Regions from separate parts of the Sus scrofa genome. Here region 2 is linked to region 1. A link is a contact called in public Hi-C data. All regions are on one chromosome and are shown on one strand. The core of a region is the stretch at or near the end of the contact, and the rest is flanking DNA. Distances in the headings are between cores, read along the strand shown. Region 1 holds the start of LOC110259879. Region 2 holds the start of AGFG2 (arf-GAP domain and FG repeat-containing protein 2).

The links. Hi-C and Micro-C count contacts between places; a contact is called where the count stands out from the background.
Region 2: a contact with region 1 is called in a Hi-C map of embryonic fibroblasts, with 2.0 times the contacts expected there. The contact joins the promoter of AGFG2 here to the promoter of LOC110259879 in region 1. A contact is called at or near these places in 1 of 5 promoter capture datasets (liver), 8 of 47 Hi-C or Micro-C datasets (blood, brain, embryonic fibroblasts and 5 more) and 2 of 2 datasets of contacts at active chromatin or transcription factors (alveolar macrophages and skeletal muscle).

Annotation. Positions count from the first base shown.
Region 1 is chr3:8,389,583-8,395,246 of Sscrofa11.1, reverse strand. It overlaps LOC110259879, which reads left to right and starts at 4,379. Exons shown (of 2, transcript XM_021086226.1): 1 at 4,379-4,904. The coding sequence starts at 4,554. It overlaps LOC100514038 (TSC22 domain family protein 4), which reads left to right. Exons shown (of 6, transcript XM_013995454.2): 5 at 1,534-1,860; 6 at 3,840-4,302. The coding sequence ends at 4,073.
Region 2 is chr3:8,465,641-8,471,455 of Sscrofa11.1, reverse strand. It overlaps AGFG2 (arf-GAP domain and FG repeat-containing protein 2), which reads right to left and starts at 3,407. Exons shown (of 13, transcript XM_005661910.3): 1 at 2,852-3,407. The coding sequence starts at 3,072.

The DNA of each region.
Region 1 (5,664 bases), core at 3,130-5,629:
AAAAAATCCGGAGAAACTTGAATCTGGAGGTTGGCATCTCGTTGCTTGTGTCCAGACAGGGGACCCGCACCAACAGGTTCTTCTTGTGCGAGAAAAACTGAGGCTGTGGGCTCCCCTGGAGATCTTGTCCGGGCTGGGGAGGTTTAACGAGGCTCAGAGTGGAGATGCGGGAGGAAAAGGGAGCCAATGGCCTGGGTCCTGGGAAGGGGCAGGCGAGGCGAGGCGGAGGGAGGAGGGGGGCGTCGGCCCACGTGCTGGTGGGGGACAGGGAAACAATGAGGCCTTTGGTGATTGTGCGGGATCCACCCCCAGCTTCCCAGCGTGTCCCCTCTGCGGGCTGGATCCGGGTGGCTGCTCGGGGGCGGGGCGGGGGGCCCTGAATGGGCCCCTTGTCTCCACGCTGGGTGTGGGCCAGGCTCCCCGGGCACACGGTGCCCTCGCCAGGGCTGGCCGGCCTCCGTGGCCTCCACCCCCAGCTGGCTGAGGATGAAGCCCAGTGGGTGAGCAGCCCCTCCCTGGCAGCCTCGGCTCGGTCCCAGACGGAAGGGCAGGTAGGGAGAGGGACCCCATCTAGTGGGCAAGGAGGGAAAGCAGCAGCCTCCACGTCAGGAGAACCCAGGTCCTACTAGACGGGACCTTTGGAGAGCGGGACACCGGAGGCCTACCGAGTTTGGACTCCCTGCCCTGTGCGGATTTACGACTTGGGCAGGCTCTTTGGTTTTTCTGAATCTCAGTTTCCTCCTGGGTGAAAAGGCCCTGGTGGCAATAACCTACACGAAGGGCAGATGCGAGGATTACATGACGTCATCCAAGGGAAGAGTCCAGGGAGTTCCAGGTGCTCGCTCAGTGTTAGTTTCCGTCCAGGGGGAGCCCGGCTGAGGGTGCAGGGATTGGCTCCGGGGGTCCTGGAAGGGCCTCGGGGGTTGGGGTCAGGGCCGGCAGGCGCTCACAATGGGCTAGAACTCTCCCTCCCTCTGGGTTCTCATCCACTTTGACTCCTCTCCCTGTCCCAGGGAGGGGAGGAAGGGCCGAGGATGAGTCATTGGGGGGATCTTTCCTCCTGGATTCTCTATTTCTTTCTTCCCTGTTGCACGTGAAGCTCCCGAGAGACCCCTTAGGTGGCGGCCACTGGCCCGCAGCCTGTCCCCCTCCCCTTCCCCCCTGAACTAAATGCTGGTTCTGCCCCCTACTTGGGGCTTGTGTGTCGGGAGAAATGGCTGTGGTTGTGAGGTTCTTCCGATGGATTTGGAGCAAGATTAGTCGCTGGGTGAGTTTCAGAGACCGCCCCGTCCTCTTGACAGGGGGTGGGAGATGCTGGTCAGCAGAAACCGCCCACCCCCTCACCTGACTTCCCTCCCCTCCTGGCCTCTTGGGACCAGACAAGACTGGAAGGGACGAGGTCAGGGACAGGAGGGCTGGGGAGCGGGCAGGGACACCCACTGCCCCGTTTCCTCGGGGCTTTCCCTTCTCCTGACTGGTGTCTCTTGCTCTGCCCTTCTCTCTGTCTCTCCTCTCCCCCGTCTTGGCTCTTAGGTTTTCTTCTGGAGACACCAAGCGAAGTCAGCCGTCGGGGAACACAGCGACTCCAAGAAAAATGCATCGAAGGTGGAGAAGATACCCAAAGTGGTTGAGACTCTCAAGGTGGTCGAGGCCTCCAAAGAGGCTAAGGTCTCCAAAGTGGATGTGTCCTCCAAGGTGGCTGATCCCTGCGTGGTGGCCAAGACCACCACGGGCCGGGCCGAGAAGGAGGCGGGCCAGGGGAGGCGATCGCTGTTGCAGCTGCCCCGGACTGCCGTCAAGTCTGTCTCCACGCTCATGGTCTCAGCCCTACAGTCTGGCTGGCGGATGTGCAGCTGGAAGGTCAGCGCCATATCCACCTTGTCCCCGGCGGCCGCCCCCCACCCTCTCTTACCCCCCATGATTCACTCACAGCATGTAAAATGGTATGGCCACTCCGGAAAAATGGTTTGGTCGGTTCTTAGAAAACATGCAATTATCATGTGGCCCAGTAACTACACTGGGGCATTTATCCCAGAGAAATGAAATTTTATGTTCACACACACATCTGCATCTGCATGTTCTCAGCAGCTTTATTCATAAGAGCCCACACCAACCCAAAGGCCCTTCAGTGGGTGAATATGGTTAAACAGTGATATACTGATACCATGGGCTGCTCCTCAACCCTAAAAATGAGCTCTGTGGATGCAAATGCAACCACTTGGATGGATCTCAAGGGAATAATGCTGGGTGAAAACAATCCCGAAAGGTTATATTGCCTAAGATTCCATTTATATTATATACCATTCTTTTTTAAAAAGTTTCATTTTATATTGGAGTATAGTTGATTTACAATGTTTTAGTTTTGTGTGTACAGCAAAGTGACTCATGTATGCGTATACATATATCTATTCTTTCTCATATTCTTTTCCCATATAGGTTTATTAGAAAATGTTGAGTAGAGTTCCCTGTGCTATACAGTAGGTCCTTGTTATATACACCATTCTTGTTTTTTTGTTTTTTGTTTTCTTTTTAGGGCCGTACTGCGGCATATGGAAGTTGTCAGGCTAGGGGTCGAAGCAGAGTTACAGCTGCTGGCCTACATCACAGCCACAGCAACACTGGATCCGAGCCATGTATGCGACCTACACCACAGCTCACGGCAATGCCGGATCCTTACCCACTGATCAAGGCCAAAGATCAAACCCGCAACCTCATGGTTCTGAGTCGGATTTGTTTCCTCTGTGCCACGACAGGCACTCCAATAATAATTTTTTAAAAGTTCACCTGACCGCCCTGTAGAGGGAGGTCAGAAAGGGCCAAGAGGAGAGAGGCAGGAAGATCCACTGAGGGTTGTGGTCCAGGCTAAGAGGGAAGGATGTTCTGGATGGGGGGAGAGGCACTGGGAAGTACAAGTTAAGAGACTGGAGTGGTATTTAGGAGGTAGAATTGTTGTACCAGGTGGTTGGATGTGGTGAGGGGAGAGGGAGAGACGGAAGTACAAGCAGGCTGGAGCCATTTGCTCGGAGCGGAGCAGGCTTAGGGGAGAAAGTGATGAGTTTAGGGAAATGCGGCAGGATGAGTGAAGATGTTGGAAGGACATGTGCAGGGAGATGTCTAGGAGGCAGTGGGATATACAGGCCTGGAGGCCAGGAGAGAGCTCTGGGTTGGAGACAGAGGTCAAGGTGTCATTCTGTCCTTCATTTTAATACACTCCTCATGAAATCCTAGTGGGGACTCAAAGGTTCGTCAGACATGGTCCTTGCCTTCCAGGAGCTTGTATGCTGGTATTGAAAACAGATGAGTCTAGAGAACAAATAGCATATAAAATGTATAATATGCTGGTATTGAGAACAGATGAGTCTATAAAACAAATAGCATATAAAACAAATGGGGAGTTTCCATTGTGGCTCAGCAGGTTAAGAACCTGACACAGTGTCTGTGAGGATGCAGGTTCCATTCCTGGCCTTCCTCAGTGGGTTAAGGATCTGGCATTGCCACAAGCTGCGGCGTAGTTTTGCACATGTGGCTCAGATCAGGTGTTGCTGTGTCTGTACCGTAGGCCAGCAGCTGCAGCTCTGATTCAGCCCTTAGCCTGGGAACTTCCTTATGCTGTAGGTGCGGCCCTAATAAGAAAAAGACAAAAAAGAAAAACCTGATATGGACAAACACAAGAGCAGAGACAACCCGAGAAGGCCTCCTGGAGGAGGCAGTGCCCAAGCTAAGGCCTGACAGAGGAGGTGGAATTAGACAAGGCTTTGCTGTTTATCTGCAGGTGGTCCCACCAGCAGTTTCTCCCTAGACTGTGCTATTCACTTGCGCTCATCTTCTCTTTTTCACAGTCATCTGTGAGTTCTACCTCAGTTGCCTCCCAAATGAAGACTCGTTCCCCTTTGGAGTCTCGAGAGGCTGAGATGCTTCGGGAAGTGTACCTGGTGCTGTGGGCCATTCGGAAACAACTGCGGCAGCTGGCCCGCAGGCAGGAGAGGCGGCGTCGGCGCCACATCCGGGCCCACACCTGCCCCCAAACTGACCCAGTTCAGAGCCTGAAACAGGATGCCCGGAGTCCCCTCTAAGGTGGGAACCCCACATCCTCAGCCCTCACCTCACTCTTAGGTAAGGTTGATAGGAGAGGTTGGGGCAGCAGGCCACGGGTTGTGAGTGAGGAGAAGTTTTCATACTGTCACCTCTTATCAGGACCCCAAGGCCTGGCCTGGGGTCACACATATTCCCCTTCATTCCTTTTATTCAATTTGTAAAAAATTATCAAACTGTTGGGAAATAAATATCAGATATTTCTGAGTAGATGTAGAAGCGTGTTTGTGGTTGACCAGAGGCAAAGAGGGGAACTTGAGTGGGACAGGGAGAGTCACCTGAGAACAGGGAGGGTGGGGGGGCGCGGGGTTGGGCCCACAAGCCTTTTAGGAGCTGATTGCCTTTGGCAACTCTGCCCGGCCAGTAGCAATAGCTTCGGCGCCCATCCATCGAGGACACGCTGGGTACCAGATGCGGAGCCCACGCTCTCCCTGGAAATCCCACAAGTGAGACTGCTGCAGATGTTATGGGACTTGTCCAAGACCCCACAGCGAATGACACCTCGCAGGAAACTCCGCCTCCGCAGCCCACGGCCCTGCCTCTCTGGCGCTCCCCGGCTCGGCCAGGGCGAGGGTCAGTGCCCTGCGCCTGGGGTCGGCGGACAAACAGCGGGCCGTCTAGCCACGCCCCCACTGAGAGCTGCGGAAAACTACACTTCCCAGGGTTCCCCGCGGCGACGTGGCGCTGCCGGGGGCAGAGGGCCCGGGCTGGGGGCGGGGCCGCCGGGGTCGCAGTCGGAAGACTCGGGAGGGTGTCCGCCTGACGCCGCGGGAGCGAAGGCCGGGCGGGAGGCCTTGGCCTTCCGGAGGGAGGTAGAGGGGAAGGGGACAACACAAGGGAAGACCGAGGAGCCGCAAGTTCCCTCTACGGCTTAGCTCACCCGCTTACCCAGGCCACGCGGAGGCGCAGAGGTGGTTCGCCAAGGAAAAGCGTGGATATTTCGCCAGACGGCAAAATTCTGGGATGTCAGAGTTACAGGGCTTGGAGGTGGGGGAGAGCAAAGGTTGGCAGCAGGTCCCGAGCCTAGAGGGCAGCAGAGGCCCCGGGACCGAGGGAGGGACTGCTGTGTCGCTGGGTCTTGGTCCGGGAGAGGTCGGCCCTGAGGAGCAGGTGGTGGGCGTGAGCAAGGCTGGGGGCCAGAGAGGAACAGCAGGGACGGTTTGCAGATTCCCAGCACCCAGTTCACTAGAAGAGTCAGCAAATTCTCCTGCCGCCATCTCCCTCATCCGCAACTCTGGCAGGGTTGGGCTCCATTGCTGGGAATCTGGGTGGCCTCTCCCAAAAGACCGGAGTAGCAGTGGGCTACCCAGCCCTATGCCCTGCAGCTCTGCTACCCTGATCCTGTTAGCTGTGCACGGTGCCCCAACATTTACAGTCCTGGTAATATCGCTCACACTTATCAAACACCCACCGTGACTATTCTTATATCTTGTTCTAAGTAACTCTCACAATAGCTTTATGATGAAGTCTTATCACTTCCATTTTTTCGCGAGGAAAATTGAGGGACAGAACGGGGTATGTTTAAGGTCATGTAGCTTTTCATTCGTCCTATGAATGAGTCTGGCTCCCACA
Region 2 (5,815 bases), core at 2,158-4,657, 77 kb before region 1:
GGCCTCCACTAGGATGCAAGCTACATGAAGATGAGACTTTGTCAGTTTTGTTCATTACCATATCTCCAGTGCCTATAACAGTGGCTGGGGCTTGAGAGACAATAAATGTTTGTTGACTGACTGACTGAACGTGTGTGCTATTGGCCTACTACAATTTTTCACTTCCTAGCACCAAAGAATCCTATGGTCAACCATGTGGATTTAAGATGTATGCATCACGGAGGAGCCATGCCTCTCCACTGCCTGCTGGACTGTGTGTGCCCCCTCCCAACTCTGCAGGCAGCAGGAAGCACGCCCCATCCCGTATTCTGCCTCTGACCCACCTGCCAGCTCCCAGAAGTCCATCAAAAGACACAGGTAACACTTTGTGAAGCCCCCGCTCCCCTTCAAGCTTTATATGCCTTGTCCTAGTGTATGCTAATTACAATTCCAATTAGCAAAGGAGAAGTACCAAACCACCAGAACCAGGGCAGCCCTTCCCAGCCAGGGATGTCAAAGCTTTCTTGTAGAGCTGCTTCTGACCTGTCTCTCCTTATCATCTCTATATGCCTTCAGTGCAGCTTCACGTATTGGTCCAGCTTCTTGACCCTTCACTCTTCCGGCTAACAAAGGGGTGGCCTAGCTTCTCATTTCCCAACTATCAAAATGTGTTCCCTCAAGTCTACTGTCGCAAGAATCATTCTGAGCGATTCTCATAATGCTTCGCCAAAAATACTAGGCAAAAATATTCTTTCTAGAATTTTTTGAAACTAAAAAAAGGAGGGGAGGGTTGGTGGACTCCCCCTACCTGGTCCTACTGTAACTTAAGTTCTTAAGGAGCTAAGCCCCTAGTTGCAAGTTCATACACCACAGACAGAGACAAGCCTCTTAAAATACTTCTCTATTAATCAATCCTTAGGCCACACTTACCTCCACCCAGTGTCTGTCCAGATCACAGATGTTTTGACTTGTCAGCAGTGAGATCAACAATAAAGACCACAGGGGAAAGTGGGAAAGTTCTGCAAATTGTGCACTGATATGAAGGAGTTAACTTTTCCAGCAGAAGAAACCAGGTTTTTAATGTGAGCCACATCCCTTGGCCCTCCTTCTGTCCTGATTGAGGGATATTCATTGTAGAAGGGAAATGTTATCTACAGGATACTTTAAACCAAGATCTATGAACTAATGATAATGATGTCAGCACTTGCCATTTATTCAGTATTTTATCTTTCATGCCATCACAGTAACCATGGGAATGAATTAACACTGTTTCCTAACATTTTCTTCTTGGGGCCTAGACTCTGGTATGCCATCAATTTTATCCCCCTGCTTCCTTTTACTTCTCTCCAGACTCTATAATCAGATTTGCCTTTTCATAACAGGATCTTCAGGAATCTGCTTTCTACACTATGCTATAAATATTCCTAAACTTTGCTCCTATTCTCCTCAAAGTAGGTCCCAGCCTCAGGTCTCTATCCTTCTACTTCATTTGAGCCTCTCTGTACTTTTGACACATTCCTGTTTGGTTCTAAACCACTGTCCCAAGAGCCACAGTGCTTTTCACTTAGGCTAAAATCAGGTCTATCCTCACAGCACACGAGCGAGGTTGATCAACATAGAAGATTGACTAAGGAGGTAAAAACTGAATAGAGAAATCCTAAACTGTATGAGGAGACCTGGATTCTCATTTCTGTTCTGCCATGATCAGAGCTAATATCAAACAACAAAGGCTGAAAACAGCAACCCCCATCTGGCACTGAATAAGTTACTAAACCTCTCTTTGGTTCTGTTCTCCCATCTGTCACGCAAGAACAATGCTGCTCCCTCTTCGGCTCCTAAAGGTGTGAGAAGAAACAAGGGATGCACTCCTAGTTAAAAATGAAATCAACCAACCAATGTATTCATACTAAAAAGTCAAAATAAATCCCTTGATAAACTTATAAAAAATAGACAGGCTTGGTATCACATGTTAGTCATGCATCTAACCAGATAATTCCCTAAGGGGTAAGAAGAACCTTACTATGTAACCAGAAATCTGGGCTGGAACCATGGCTCTAAATTAGCTCAGGCATGACCAAACAGAGTGCCAACCTCTAGGGTAGCATTGCAGATTATACAACAAAGCCCCCTCAAATCTAGGAAGAGCTGCCAGATGCTACTACCAGGAGCAAGGCATGGCAACAAGGAGCTTAAAAGTGTAAATTATTACACTTAAGGATGGCTCACCCAGAACCCCAAACCTTTGGAAAAGTTAAGTTCTCTAACAGGGCAATCCACCAGCATCTCTTAGATTTGTAAGAAATTTCCCTCTGGGTAGCATTCCAAAGATTAGAATCTTCTCCTGAACATTGGAACAGGGCTCTGTACCTGCCATTATCTCTTCTTGTCGAGGTGGGTTAACTTACCTATTTTAAATCGTTTTCTCCGTCCCACACTCCAGGATGGGCACAAGCCAGAGGGAAGAAAGGTACCCCTTCATTCTGAGCCTAGCTTGCTCTATTGCTTTCTTGCTTGCCCTCCACCTACACGAAGTTCCCTTTCAAGGTGTTTTTGTCATCTTCCAGCTTTTAAAATCTCTAACCCCCTCACCCCCAGAATCCTTCAATTGTCGCCTCCTTTAGGGAGTTTCTCCAGTTCTCTCATTTCCTTCCTTTCCCCTGCAACGCGACTCCAAGCGTGTCTTGTCTCCTCTGATCCTCTCCCTTTCCCATGACAATTCTGCAGCAGACGACCCTCTCTGCACATCCCGCGCGTCCCAGGCCTCCCCGCCGCCCCCAACCTCAGCTCTGTCCCTCTGCCCGGGGTCCCACTGTCCCCAACGCCAACACTCCGCTGCTTCTTCCCTGTCCTCCCCCCGTGTCGTTCCACTCACAGGAGGCCGGAGCAGGTGGTACAGACGAAGCTGCCCACAGTGATATCCACGTAGGTGACCCCGCGCTGGGCGCACTCGAAGCAGTGGCGGTTCCCGGCCTGGCTGCAGCCTCCCAGCTCCCGCACCCGACGACACCACACCTCGGAGGCCGCCTCTGCCTCCGCCTTTCCCCCGCCGACCCCGCCACCTGGTCCTGGGCCCTTCTTCGCCGCCATCACCATGGCCGCTCAATCCCGCAGACCTCCTCCCGGCAAGTCAGCAATCGCCCCTTCAACCACTGCCGCCTTCCCGCCTCCTCTGCCGCCTCTGCACGCCCGGCTCCCCTGACAGAAGCTAGGGAGCCGGCGGCATCCGCGCGAGACTCCTCAACCCCCTGCTTCGCCTGTCCTGCACGCTGATTGGCTAGTCTCCTCCGCCTCCTCACTCTGATTGGCGCGACATTGGACGGTCTAGAATTGAGGGAGCCGCCAACGCCACGCCCCACTGCCTTCAGACCTCAGGCCCCTCGGATTGGCCTGCAGAGACCCTGGCCGCGAGCACCGTGCGTGCTCTCTCCTTGTCCCCGCCCCCTCTCGCCACTGCCTCCAGGGCGGCCCGCCTCCCACACTCGATTGGTGAGTCCTCGGAACTCGGCCTCCACGCTGACTCTACTGGCTGTCGAGGCCGCAAAGATAGCGCGCGAGAAAGAGTGGGTGTCCCGCGCGTGCGCAGCTCTGGTCCTCCTGCCAGGTGTTATTTCCCGCTAAATTTCAAAGGCCTAGTCTCAGCTAGACTGTGCTGAGAGGAACTCAAAGTCGAAGGGAAGTGGCTGTATGAGGCGCCCAGGGTAGGGGGCTCTCAGAGGAAGGAAGGGAGAAGGGGAAAGAGTGCTTTCTATACGCTTCTGTATTTACTCCTACCCTGTGCCGTAGGAAATCTCATTGTACAGAGAGCTTTAGGTATACAACTTGCTGTAGGTCATGCAACTTTCGTGGCCCAGCCAGGTTTCTGATTTAGGTCATTTGACTTCAGAAACTCTGCTTTTGGAGTTCCCGTGGTGGCTCAGCGGTTCGCGAACCCTACTAGCTTTCACGAGGACGCGGGTTAGATCCCCTGGCCTCGCTTAGTGGGTTAAGGATCCGGCATTGCCGTGATCTGTGGTGTAGGGTGCAGATGCTGTTTGTAACTGCGTTGCTGTGGCTCTGGCGTAGTCTGGCAGCTACAGTTCCAATTGGACCCCTAGCCTGGGAACCTTCCTATGCAACGGGTGCAGCCCTAAAAGACAAAAAAAAAAAAAAAAAAAAAAAGAAAGAAACTCTGCTTTTAACCATCACAGTATCCGTGGAACAGTATTTGACCATTCATTTGACAAACACTTGGTTTCAGGCACAGCTGTAGATGCGGGGAGTATAGCAGTGCACCAACCAGTCAAAATTCCTATCCTCATGGAGCTTACATTCTAGTCGGGGAGGCAGACAATAAATCAGAGAATCAGCAGCAGGTGATTAGTTCTAGGCAGAGAATCAAAATAAGGTATCCTAAAAGTGATGACTTGGGTATTTCAGACCAGTCAGGGAACCATCTCAGAAGCTGTGATATTTAAGGTAAGACCTGAGTAACTAAAGAGGAGTCAGCTGTGAGGAGATTTGAGAAGGAGCAACCCAGGCAGGAGAAACAGCACCTGTGGAGGCCTTAAAGCATGAAGAAGCCTGGTGTGTGGACGCAGAGAAAGGAAAGCAGAGTGACTGGAGTGTGGTGAGTGAGGGGAGAGTGGGGGTGGTGGGGGTGGATTATACTGAAGTGGAAACTGATCATGTAGAACCTTCCAGACTTTGGTAAGGATTTGGATTTTCTTCTAAGTGTGATGGGACGCTGTATTAGTTAGAATTAGGTCCCTTGGAGTCCTCCTGGCTCAGCGGGTTAAGAACCCGACAGGTTAAGCGGGTTAAGAATGTGTGAGGATGCAGGTTTGACCGTGGCCTCACTAAGTGGGTTAAGGATCTGGCATTGCTGTGAGCTGTGGTGTAGGTTGCAGATGAGGCTTGGATCTGGCGTGGCTGTGGCCCTGGCTATGGTCGGCAACTGTAGCTCCGATTCTACCCTTATCCTGGGGAATTTCCATATGCCACGGATGTGGCCTTAAAAAAAAAGAAAAAAAGAAGTCTGTCGATGACAGAATACCTCAAATAATTGGGCCTTAGATGAAGTTTTTTCTCTCTCATGGAAAAGTCCAGGTAAGTGTTCCAGGGCTGGCGGGTTGCTCCACTGTGTGGGGGACCACACTCCGATCGTTTTGCTCCCCACTGCATTACCTCCACTCCCATGCTCCCCTCTATTCCAGCTTCAGCCATCATGTGTGTTACAGCAGCAGGAAAGAGCCTGCTCCTTTTAAGGACATGCATACAACCTCACTGGCTCTCCCTGGACAGAACTCAGTCACATGTCCACACCTAAGTGCAAGGAGGGACTCTGGAAAATGTCTCCTTTATTTTGGGCTTCTATGTGCTCATCTAAACTTCAGAGGTCCAATTACCAAAGTAAAAGGGAGAAAGGCAATAGGATAAAAGCACAGTATCTGCCACAGAAGCCATTGGAAGGACTATATCAGGGGCAAGATAGGATCTAATTTTCAGTTTTGAAAAAAATCATTCTGTGTATAGAGGGGAAATAGTTATAATGGGGACAGTTGGAACTAGGGCAATTAAGTGAGTTCAGAAGTTCTCATCGTGGCGCAGCGGAAACGAATCTGACTAGGAACCATGAGGTTGCGGGTTCAATCCCTGGCCTCTCTCAGTGGGTTAAGGATCCTGTGTTGCCATGAGCTGTGGTGTAGGTCGCAGACGCAGCTCAGATCTGGTGTGGTTGTGGCTGTGGCTGTGGTGTAGGCCGGTGGCTACAGCTCCAAATAGACTCCCTAGCCTGGGATCCTCCATATGCCACGGGAGCGGCCCAAGAAATAGCAAAAAGACAAAAAAAAAAAACCAA